Regions from separate parts of the Mus musculus genome. Here region 2 is linked to region 1. Evidence: chromatin contacts called from public HiChIP or PLAC-seq data. All regions are on one chromosome and are shown on one strand. The core of a region is the stretch at or near the end of the contact, and the rest is flanking DNA. Distances in the headings are between cores, read along the strand shown.

The links. HiChIP or PLAC-seq counts read pairs in DNA pulled down with a chosen protein or histone mark.
Region 2: a contact with region 1 is called in an H3K27ac HiChIP or PLAC-seq map of embryonic stem cells, with 22 read pairs. The contact joins two enhancer-like sites. A contact is called at or near these places in 5 of 39 promoter capture datasets (the 3T3-L1 cell line, the HPC-7 cell line, embryonic stem cells and 1 more), 5 of 115 datasets of contacts at active chromatin or transcription factors (embryonic stem cells, fibro-adipogenic progenitors and pancreatic cancer cells) and 2 of 9 other capture datasets (adipose tissue and pancreatic islet).

The regions. Positions count from the first base shown.
Region 1 is chr17:27,937,897-27,943,305 of GRCm38.p6, reverse strand. All of the region lies in intron 1 of Anks1 (ankyrin repeat and SAM domain containing 1), which reads right to left. Among named protein-coding and RNA genes, the nearest start is that of Anks1, 31 kb to the right of the region's middle. Within about 2 kb of position 2,480, at least 43 of the 459 cell types and tissues checked have an H3K27ac peak or open chromatin away from gene starts, as enhancers often do. A contact at or near this core is called in embryonic stem cells, where this site is marked.
Region 2 is chr17:28,085,133-28,090,541 of GRCm38.p6, reverse strand. No RefSeq gene overlaps it. Among named protein-coding and RNA genes, the nearest start is that of Tcp11, 7.2 kb to the right of the region's middle. Within about 2 kb of position 2,696, at least 29 of the 459 cell types and tissues checked have an H3K27ac peak or open chromatin away from gene starts, as enhancers often do. A contact at or near this core is called in embryonic stem cells, where this site is marked.

The DNA.
Region 1 (5,409 bases), core at 1,231-3,730:
ATTGCTCTCTCTTTTTTTTTTAAAGTTTTATTTATTATTACATGTAAGTACACTGTGGCTGTCTTCAGACACACCAGAAGAGGGCATCAAATCTCATTACAGATGGTTGTGAGCCACCATGTGGTTGCTGGGATTTGAACTCAGGACCTCTGGAAGAGCAGTCAGTGCCCTTAACTGCTGGGCCATCTCTCCAGCCCACATTTGCTTATCTCATTGTTTGTCACAGGGAGAATTCTAGAAACCCGAGGCTTTGGTGAGGAAGGATCTGGGAAAGCATCCAGGCCAATTCCTCTGTTTTACTGCACTTCTTCTTTCTTTCTTTTTTGGTTTTTCAAGGGTTTCTCTGTGTAGCCCTAGCTGTCGTGGAACTCACTCTGTAGACCAGGCTGGCCTCACACTCAAAGGCCCGCCTGCCTTTTCCTCCGAGTGCTGGGACTAAAGGTGTGTACCACCACCTCCTGGCTTCCTTTGCTTTATACATGAAGAAACTACACTCAAGAAGTAACCCCACTCCCAAGGTACACTGGAAGCTGGACTGGAATCACTCTCGGAGGCTCGGTGGTAGAGCGCATGTGCTCAGGTTTGAGCATGGCATCACCACCAAACCACCACCTACCCAGTAGGTGCAGGATCTTCTGAACTCTCTTCTACTGAGGTGGTTCTCCCAATATAGCCCCAGCTCATTTCAAATGCCAAATCCTGTTGCCATGTGCCTGACTCAGGGACTTTAGGGTCTGAACCTTAAAATCTAGGCATTTGGAGGCTGGTGAGATGGCTCAGCAGGTAAAGGTGCTTGCCACCAAGCCCGACAACCTGAGCACAGTAGCAGGACTCTCGTGGTGGAAGGCAAGAGCCACCCTGTCAGCTCCCTGACCTCCAAAGGTGCACCTGTGTCACCATGATGTGCCCCAGTCTCCTCGCCTGCAGAACAAGGAAGGTAACTGGCCCACAGTAGGTGTCACAGTGCCAGGCAGGGGCACAACACAAGTGCCCCCCCTCAGAAAGATGGCTGTGAAGACCAGATGAGGGATGGCGCATGGGGTGAGGCACAAGGCAGTGAGTAAAAACCAGGGGCCAGGGGTTGTTTTAAAGTCAAACAACCAAGAACCTGGACTTGGGTGTGGCTTCAACCTAGACTCTCCATTGTGAGAACACATACTTCCCAAATTGCCCAGACTAATACCTCTGCCTGGGGACACCAGGGTGCTTGCCTGTGACAGAGTATTCCTGACAGGCTGATTGCAAGCGTGAAATCCCAGTTCCTCCAATGACCCCAGAAACCTTATGGCTATCAAACCCTGTTCTCCCTTCTGCTGTGCCTTGTCCTTCACAGTCTCAAATGTAATGGGCACAGTGCCTACAGCAGCCTGACCAGGCCAGCTAGACTCAGGCCTGCTCTGCAACAGCTCTGCTCACAGACAGGAGAACAGCATTCTCAGTCTCTGGAGGTGCAGAGCTTCCAGCGGGGGCAAAGCCACACAGCAGCCACCAGGATGCAAAAGCTGTCAAACAGGCCAGCTTGACAAAGCACAAAGCAGGCCATCTAGTCACACAAGGAAGGAACTGGCTCCATCTCCTCCTGCTTCTGGATCCTCACTACAGACTGGAGAAGCTAGCTCAGATCAGAGAAGGGTTCCACTCGGTTATAAGGTACCCATGAGGAGTGTTTCATTCTAATAACTTGCCCCCTTCCCCATCCCGTCTGTCTGTCTCTACACACACACACACACACACACACACACACACACACACACACACACACACACACAAAACGTATGCACACGATCTGTGTGGATCTGGAGGTCTAGAGTACCTGCAGTCTCCCTGTGCACCATCAGCCCTCCCATCCTGATCATGCTGTGCACTCCTTTTCTCTATCCCACAGCCCAAGGACACTCGGTGTCAGAATGGCTTCCTGGCAGGCCTCCACCCAGTCACCATCTCTCGTTCAACACTTCACTCATCTATTTGGACTTCAGCATCCTTTTGCTGTTCCAGAGCTTAGAAGCCTGGTGTTCTAAATGACTGCCTGCTGCTGTTTTCTTGGTCAATGTGGGACCTACCTGGGGCCTTACTCATGGGAAGTGAGCACTCTGCCACCCCAGGTCTCACTTTAAAACTGAGACGTAGTCTTTCTTAAGTTACTCAAGCCAGCTGTGAACTGATTCTCTTGCTCAGCCCTATAAGTACCTGAGATACAAGCCTGCATGAACAGAGCAGGCTTGCAAAGGCTAACCTTTACTGCCTATTTATGAGTGAATTAATGTCCTAGCCTCCAAACCACACACCCAGTCTAACTTTCCACTACCCTGTCAGTTTCCTGGTGGCTTCTTAGATATATCAAACCCCTTCTCCCACCGGTACCCTTATGCACGGTGCCCCCTTGCTTGGGCACCATCTCCAGATGTCCTCTCTGCCAGCCCTAATAAGGATGCCTTTTCTGTCCAAACACCCCTCCCTCCTTCTCTGCGTCCTCTGGCACCCAGATGCTCTGAGTGCACACACTTCTGTGCTAGGGACAGCAGTGCTAATTAGCTACTGTGTGCCACTCACCATTCCAAGGGATCTTTGATTACTAGATCCTAATAAGAAACACATACAATTATCTCCAAGGAGACAGAGTCCCAGGCTAACTGGCCCAAGGTCACAAAGCAGGGACAACCAAAACAAGCCAAAACCCTTGACACTTGTATTTACAACAGGCTTTGTGTTGCACCAAGATCGTAAATGGCAGTGGGACCCACCCGGCCACGCCCCAAGCTGAGCATTAGGAGTGCTTAGACAGCGGAAAGCCAGGCCAAGCCCCTAGTCAGACACTGGTTCTGGTGCCTAGCAGCCTTCAGAGCAGCTTTCCTTCTCCTGGGAGCTGGAGAGAAGGGCCAAGTTCCACAGCAACACAGCTGGGAAAAGCCAGAGCACCCTTTAAATGACACTAGACTGCTGACAGTGTCTACAAGTGAGGAGTGGACACACCTCATAGACACGGAGAGGACACATTTTATGTCCACACTGCCCAGGCTCCAGGGCTCTGAGCTCTTACGTGCCAAGTACTAGTTTCAAGGTATAAAAGCAGCTACAGACAAATTGGAGGAGGGTCACAAAACAACTGAGAAGGTCCTTTGTGCAAACTCAAGGCAGTGGGGAAGGCTGTGTTCTCCAAGCCTCTGAAGATGCTGCTGTGTCTCTTTTTTCTGAAAACACATCTCTTCACAGGCAGATGTTAGAACAGAGGTCAGTCCTGCCTTAAGTTGTTGTTGTTGTTGTTCTAATATGCAAACAAGTTGGGTGTGTCGGCAATCGCCTTTAACCCCAGCATAAGAAGACAGAAGCAGTAGGAACTCTTAAGGCCAGCCTGGTCTACAAAGCAAGTTGTAAAACTGCCAGGGCTACAAAGATAAACCCTGTTACAAAAGAATCAAATAAAATAAAAATATACAACCAGAAGGTCTGTGTGCTGCTTCAGCCTGTAACCCCATTACTTGGGGAAGGTGTGAGGGTGTGTGTGTGTGTAGTCAGAAGGATGGAGAGTTGAGCATCACCCGGCACTATTTGGGAAAGAGAAGAAAAAGAAAAACTGCAATACAAATAGAAAATTGAAATGTAGTGATGTTAACAGGCTGGAACCCTAGTGATTTGTGGATAACAAGCAGACTTTTTGCCATTGTGACTAACTAGCATAGCCCGCTACTATTAAAGCCAGAGACTCACAGTAAACCTTGGCTCCTAATTGCTTGTGTTTTCTTATTGGAAAAACATTCAGAAGAAAACATGTTTTACCCAACAGTGTATTCTGACAGAAAGTCTGAAACAAACTAGCCCTTGTGTGTCCTCTGTGCTACTCTGATTGGGGGGGTGGGGGAGGAGACACACAGGGTGAGATTAACTATTTTTAACTTTGGGAAAAGAAGCCACTAAAATAGATGTTTTTTCTTCTCTCTCTCTCTCTCTCTCTCTCTCTCTCTCTCTCACACACACACACACACATACACACACACAAACACACCCTCTCACACACACATACTGCTGGCACAGTTCCCATCATGCTTGCTGACTGTCCATATCTTGTCTGTGTTCCTGACACACTGCAACCGCAGGGAACAGGCCCTAGCCACTGCACATCTATAGAAAAGGCTGGAACAGCAGCTGTAGGAAGAGGGAACCCGTTAGCGCCAAGTCCTCAGCAGGGCAGAGCGCGCCATAAAGCAGGCATCAGGTCAGAGCTCCCCAGCCTCCTACACTAGAACCTCAGCATGCACCACCAGGCCTATGAAACTCTTTGGGGTGGAAGGATATGGATCATGTAAACAAGGCTGGTTTTGAACTCCTGGTTATCCTGTCTCTAACCTCTGTAGTGCTTCCTGCTTCATGTACATCACTCCCAGGGAGGCATATTAGCACTTAACTCTGAAGAATTCATAGGAACAAACCCACAGACTGGCTAGAGCCTGGCACAGCAGGCTTACTGAGCATCATTTCAAATGTTCTGTGTATCTTCAAAAAACTCCTGATTTGGGGGGGGGGGGGGCGCAGGCATCAGGAAAACAATTTCAACCTCTTAGTTCTGAGTGGGCGAGCAGACCTACTCTTCAACAGCTACTCCAAAGCATTCTATTTAGCACATGGCAAAGGAAAGTCTAGCAGACACAAGGAGAGGACTGCAGCCAAGACACAGACGCTACAGACTTCAACAAGCTGGCGAAACTGGACAGGAACAGCAAACAGGAAGTAACAGTGAAACGTAATAAATGCCATGATGAGAGACATAAGCCAGGCTCTGGGTAACAGGGAAAGGCCTCCCTCCCACGCAGGACGGGAAGACCTTCAGTAAGCACTAACACAGAGGGTGCCTTTCAGCAACCATTAACAAGAAGCTGCGGTGTGCTGTGGCATCTAACTCAGCACCATGCTGGGGAAGTGTGAGCTTGCCACTCTGAAAATGAATCAAGCTTCGGGGCCACCCCAAGGACTAAGTGCCCTATAGCTGCCAAGCTAGGATTTGAACTGGCACGGCTTGAAGTTGCGAGGTGGCACAGAAAATGCCATGGGCAGAGAGGCGTGTGTACAGGTCTCCTGTTGGGTCCAGAGAAGGCACCTGTTAGATGAGGTGACCCTGTAGCATCCCATGCACGGGAATGGTGAGCTCAGTGAGAGCTGTGAGCCAGACTGCAGAAGCCCAGCAATGCAGGAAGGCAGGCCACGGTCCCAATGAAGGAGCCCTGAGTCAGGGTTTGATTTCCTGTTGGAAATAATAATCCTCAGGGGACCTTCACCGGAGACTAACTCCCAGGACTTCCACAAAGGACCGGGCGCCGTACGGTTTACCAACTACAACCAACTCTTAGATTTATTTAACTTTCTCCTCTTTCTTTACTGTGGTGTTGAGGATGGAACCACAGCCTTGCAGAAGCT
Region 2 (5,409 bases), core at 1,447-3,946, 150 kb before region 1:
CTGCCTAGGTAATTTAGTGATATCCTGACTCAATAAGAAGCAAGCCTGGCCAGGTGTGGTGGCACACGCCTTTAATCCCAGCACTTGGGAGGCAGAGACAGGTGGATTTCTGAGTTCGAGGCCAGCCTGGTCTACAAAGTGAGTTCCAGGACAGCCAGGGCTATACAGAGACCCTGTCTCGAAAAACCAAAAAAAAAAAAAAAAAAAAAAAAAGAAAGGAGGAGGAGGAGAAGGAGAAGGAGAAGCAGCAGCAAGCCTGGCATGGTAGCCATGCCCTTAACCCTAGCACTGGGAAGGAAGAGGCAGACAGACCTCTGTGAGGTCCAAGACAGCCTGGTCTACATAGTTCTGGGTCAGCCAGGGACAGAGAGTAAGATACCCATCCTGGTACACACTTGGGAGGTTAAGGCAGAGGGGCTCAAACAAGTTCAAGGATACTTAGTGTACAGTGGGTCCCAGAGCAGCGTAAGAGATCATCTCAAAGAACCAACAAACACCAACAACAAATCATAGTGAAGCCTAACATGATTGCTCAGACCTGTGACTCCAGCTGAGGCAGGAGGATTGCTGTGAGTTTCCAGGCTTGTCAGGACGTATAGAGTGAAAACCAAACTAACAAACCAATGAAAGTCTTTTTTAAAATAGAGGGCTGGTGAGCTGGCTCAGCGGTTGAGAGCACTGACTGCTCTTTCCAGAGGTTCTGAGTTCAATTCCCAGCAACCACATGGTGGCTCACAGCCATCTGTAATAGGATCTGATGCCCTCTTCTGGTGTGTCTGAAGACAGTTGCAGTGTACTCATATACATATAAATAAATAAATGTTTAAAAAAAATAGGTAAATAGAATATTTGTTTCACAGAGGAGAACCCATATTATAAACAAATACAAGAAAGCCTGCTTTCTGTTGGATGTCAAGAACATGCAAATCTAAAGCCTAGTGAGGAGTCACTGCTTTCTGATGGGGCCAAAGGACTGGAGCCCTGCGCCAATGGGAAACCAGTTTCAGGGAAACGTGATGTCCAATGCAGGGCTCACAAGGGCACAGAGCAAAGGCAGCTGCCTCCAAGACAGCGGCCAGACCTGCTTAGCTGTCACCTTGACAGTGGGATTGTGTGGGACCCACGCACGCACGCACGCCAAAGCAACAAACTCTCTCTTTGTGTATGTGCATCTGGCCCAGGTAAACCTAACCTAGAGGCGTTGGTTGGCTACACAGTTAGACCACGTCTCCAAACCAATAAAAAGCTAGGAAGCAGACTTCTCCCGTGCCTCATTCACCCAACTTGTGTCCTATGCACAGGGACCAGCCAGGATTTAGTGTAGCGAGCACAAATGAACTTCTCTTTAATAAACTTACACATGGGTTCGAGGTAGCGAGACCCTCTTAGCAACTTCTGGAAACATCAAGTGCAAACACTGGTTCCAAGCACAGAGAAACTTAGTGAGGGACTGACATTCGCACACTGAAGAGAGGGAGAGAGAGAGGGAGGGAGGGAGAGAGGAAAGGAGGGAGGGAGGGAGGGAAGAGAGGAGGGAGAGAGGGAGGGAGGGAGGGAGGGTGGAGAGGGTCATGTGGGGCTAGAGTGACTCAGCAGTTAAGAATACTTGCTGCTCTTTCAGAGGACCTGATTTGGGTTCCCAGCATCTATGTCAGGAGGCCCACAGGTTCCTATAACCTGATACCCTCTTCTGGCCTCCCAGGGTAAACACACACACACACACAGATGCACGCACGCGCGCGCACACACACTCTGTCTGTCTCTGTCTCAGAATTCCAGATGCTTCCCCTCTTCCCCCCCAAATTCTCAGAGTTGGGGAGCATAGCTATGTGGTCTGGCTGCTGTCAGGGCACCCCCATTCTGAAGCCCAGAGTTCTCTATCCTTTAAGCTGCAGCCTTCCCGGAGGGGGGGGGGGGGCAGGCTGGCAGTGCTGGAGCTGGGGAGGAACCCCTCAGTAGTTCCTTAGAGAACAAGACAACTTTTACATAAGTGAGGTCTCCATTAGACCAAGGTGGGGGAGGGATAGGAGGCAGCTGAAAGAGACCAAATAATGAGTGGCAGCATAAAACCTGAGCGGGGAAGTGGGGTGGGGTGGGGGCTGGAGAGATGGCTCAGTGGGTAAGAGCACTGACTGCTCTTCCAAAGGACCTGAGTTCAAATCCCAGCAACCACATGGTGGCTCACAACCATCCGCAATGAGATCTGATGCCCTCTTCTGGTGCATCTGAAGACAGCTACAATGTACTTATATATAATAATAAATGAATCTTAAAACAAAACAAAACAACAAACCTGAACAGGAAGCCTTCTGGGTGCCTTGGTTGCTGCCTGTGGGACAAGAGATGGAAACCCTACAGGGGTTGGAGATGGTTCTGCTGTGCTTTCTTCCTTGTGACTGGACTGAGAGTGAGCCTAGGGTGTGGTTTGGCCTGGTCTGGAGTGGCACTTCTGGGCTGTATTCCTAGCCTTTGCCTTGAGGGGACAGCCCTCCTTTGTATTTGTGTGTAGGTTTGTGTATGCGGATGTTGGGTATATGTGTGTACACACACACACACACACACACACACACACACACACACACACACACCCCATTTGAGGGAGCTGTTGAGACAGAGCCTTGCTATATACTCTAGGCTATTCAGCCAGATCTCACTGCATAGCTCGGGCTGCTCTGGTAATTGAGACAATCCTCTTGCCTCTTCCTTAGTCAGCAGCTCAATGGGAAATTCCACAGCATGGAATTTGAGGGTGCCCTGGGAGGCCTCTATGTCTCTTGTGTTCCCATCTCTCTTAGCCCCGCATGTCACAGGTGTGTACATCACAGGCTTTAGGAACATCAGGGCTACACGTGAGTGAGCTTAGCACCATATCAGCCACCAACTTATCCTGTTCTTGCTTTCTCAGACTATCAGGGTCAGAAAATTCTTGCCATTCCTCAGCGAGCAGCAGAGACTCAGCCCTACTGACCTCCTTTTGTTCTGCCGGAGGCTGCAGACCCTCCAGCAAGGTTAAACCATTCCAGGAAGCTCTGGGGAGCCCAGGCTTCATCATGTAGACAACGTAGAGGGGGACTGTGGAGACAGTGTTAGGAAGAATCTAGAAGGTAGAAAAATGCAGTGTGTGTGTATGTGTGAGTGTGTGTGAGGTGTGTGTCTGTGTGCTTGTGAGTGTGTGTGTGAGTGTGTGGGTGTATGAGTGTCCTTATAGGTCACTGGCTGAGGTGTATGTGTAAATGAATTGTGAGACTGAGTGTGTGTGTGAAGGAAAATGTGTTATTTGTATGTAAGTGTGTGTGTGTGTATATATATATATATATATATATATATTCGAGTAAATGTGTATGTGTGAGTGTGTGTATATGTGTGTGTGAATATGTATGCATTGTGAGTATGTATATATGTGTATGAATGTGTATGCATATGTGTGAGTGTGTGTGACTGAGTGAATTGTGTGTATGTGTATGTATGAGTGTGTATGTGTGAGTGTGTACATGTGTATGTGTGAGTGTGCATATATGTGTGAGTGAATATGTACGTGTGCATGAATGTGCATATGTGTGAGTGAATGTGTATATGTGTGTGTGAGTAAATGTGTATATGTGTGTGAGTGAATGTGTGTGTGAGTGAATGCATCTGAGTGTGTCTGTGTGTCTGTGTATGTGAGCGTATATATGTGTATGTATATGTGCATGTGTGTGCATATATGTGTGAGTGAATATGTGTATATGTATGAGTGTGTATGTGTGCATGTGTGTGAATGTGAGTGAATGTGTGTATGTGAGTGAATGTGTGTGTGTATGTGTGAGAGAATGCCTGTGTGTCTGTGTGAGTGAATGTGTGTGAATGTGTGTATATAAGTGTGTATATGTGAGTGTGTGTGTTTGTGTGTGTGTGTGAGCTCACACTGCAACTTCCCCGTTCTCTTGTGGTAGGAAGGGAGAAAGAACTACAGAAACCTTGGTGTGTGTGACATCTCTACTGTTAGAGATGAGAGAGAGGCCGCGGTGGTCTGGGAGGAGGGAGGAGGGAGGAGGGACGTGGATGGGCAGTCTTTGTCCGAAGAGGACAGAGCGTTTGTTGAGGATGATGGAAAGGGCTTGGGTATAGATAAGTAACAATGTTACTCAACATTGTAACTTTAATTTATTTAAAATGTCCCGGAATTGTCTATGCAGGAACGGGTAAAGTGATAAATATTATACTATTTTACCACAAATAAAAACCCCTACAGCAATGACCCCCTAACTTCTCAGCCATTTCTTTTGAGATCAACTTCAAATAGACTGGCTCTCCATGTCACTCTTTGTCAGGTCATTATATTCAGCTCTCGGTACAATTTAGATAATTACAGAAGACAGGAATGATTGAAACCCATCTCTTGCTCCAGCTAACTCGCAGTGCCTTCATCCCTGTCCAGTCCTGTGTGTCCAGTAGACAGTCTTTACCGAAGTTGGTAAAATAAAACACAGGCCCCCACCTCCAGTGGGGGCCCCCGTCTGAGGAAATGGGCTATGTGAAATCCCAAGATTTCGAAAACAAAATTGGTGGCTGGTCATTTGCCTTACAAAGGCTGCCTCACTCAACAAAAGGGTTTGCTCAAACCGTCCTTTAAGAAGGGAGGCCCTGGAGCATTTAATGATATTATTGGATTAAAATGAAATCCCGTGGACCATTCAAGGACACCAAGTTGGAAGTATGTGAATGTATTGTATTGTGTTGAGAGCAGTCAGGGTTCTTGACAAATGGACCCAAAGAAACACACGAAGGAAACAAAACGAGTTTTCTTGGCCTAAAATCCTGGTGGCTGTCTGGGAAGTCTTTTTAAGAGTTCTGTAAGTGATTTATTTAAGACCAGTAAGGCCCGGAGGCCTGCGATGTGTCCATTTTATGAGAGAGAGCTGGTGTCATATTTAGGGTCAGAGTCATGACTCCTGCTGACCCCTGTCACCTGCCCTAATCAAAATGGGTTTCTGGGACCTGAGCTCAACTCTATCCTGACATGGCAAAAAAATAAAAATACAAAACCAAAAAAACCCAAAACCCTCTCTGTTGCCAGAAAGCATATTGGACAGAAATGAGGGCATTATTTATGTCTGCATTAGGTACATTCTGGGGCCCATAAAGGTTTAATTGTCCCTCCAACTTAAAAAAAAAATTATTATTTTTTTTAAATCCACAAAGAGGCTGCCAGCTTTTCCCCGGAGTTGAAAACCAACTGAATATAGTTCTTTGGGAACAGCTTAAGTGTGTAACTCGCGCCCGTGTCCCGGGCACAAGGAGCAATTGTTTTGGGGACGTAGCTTAGAGAACGTTTTCAAGTTGGCGTTTGTGGCTGCTGAGTCACTGGGGAGAGCGGAGGGGGGAAGTAGGCAGAGGGAGGGGGAATCCCAGGTTCTCCCTCGACAGTCT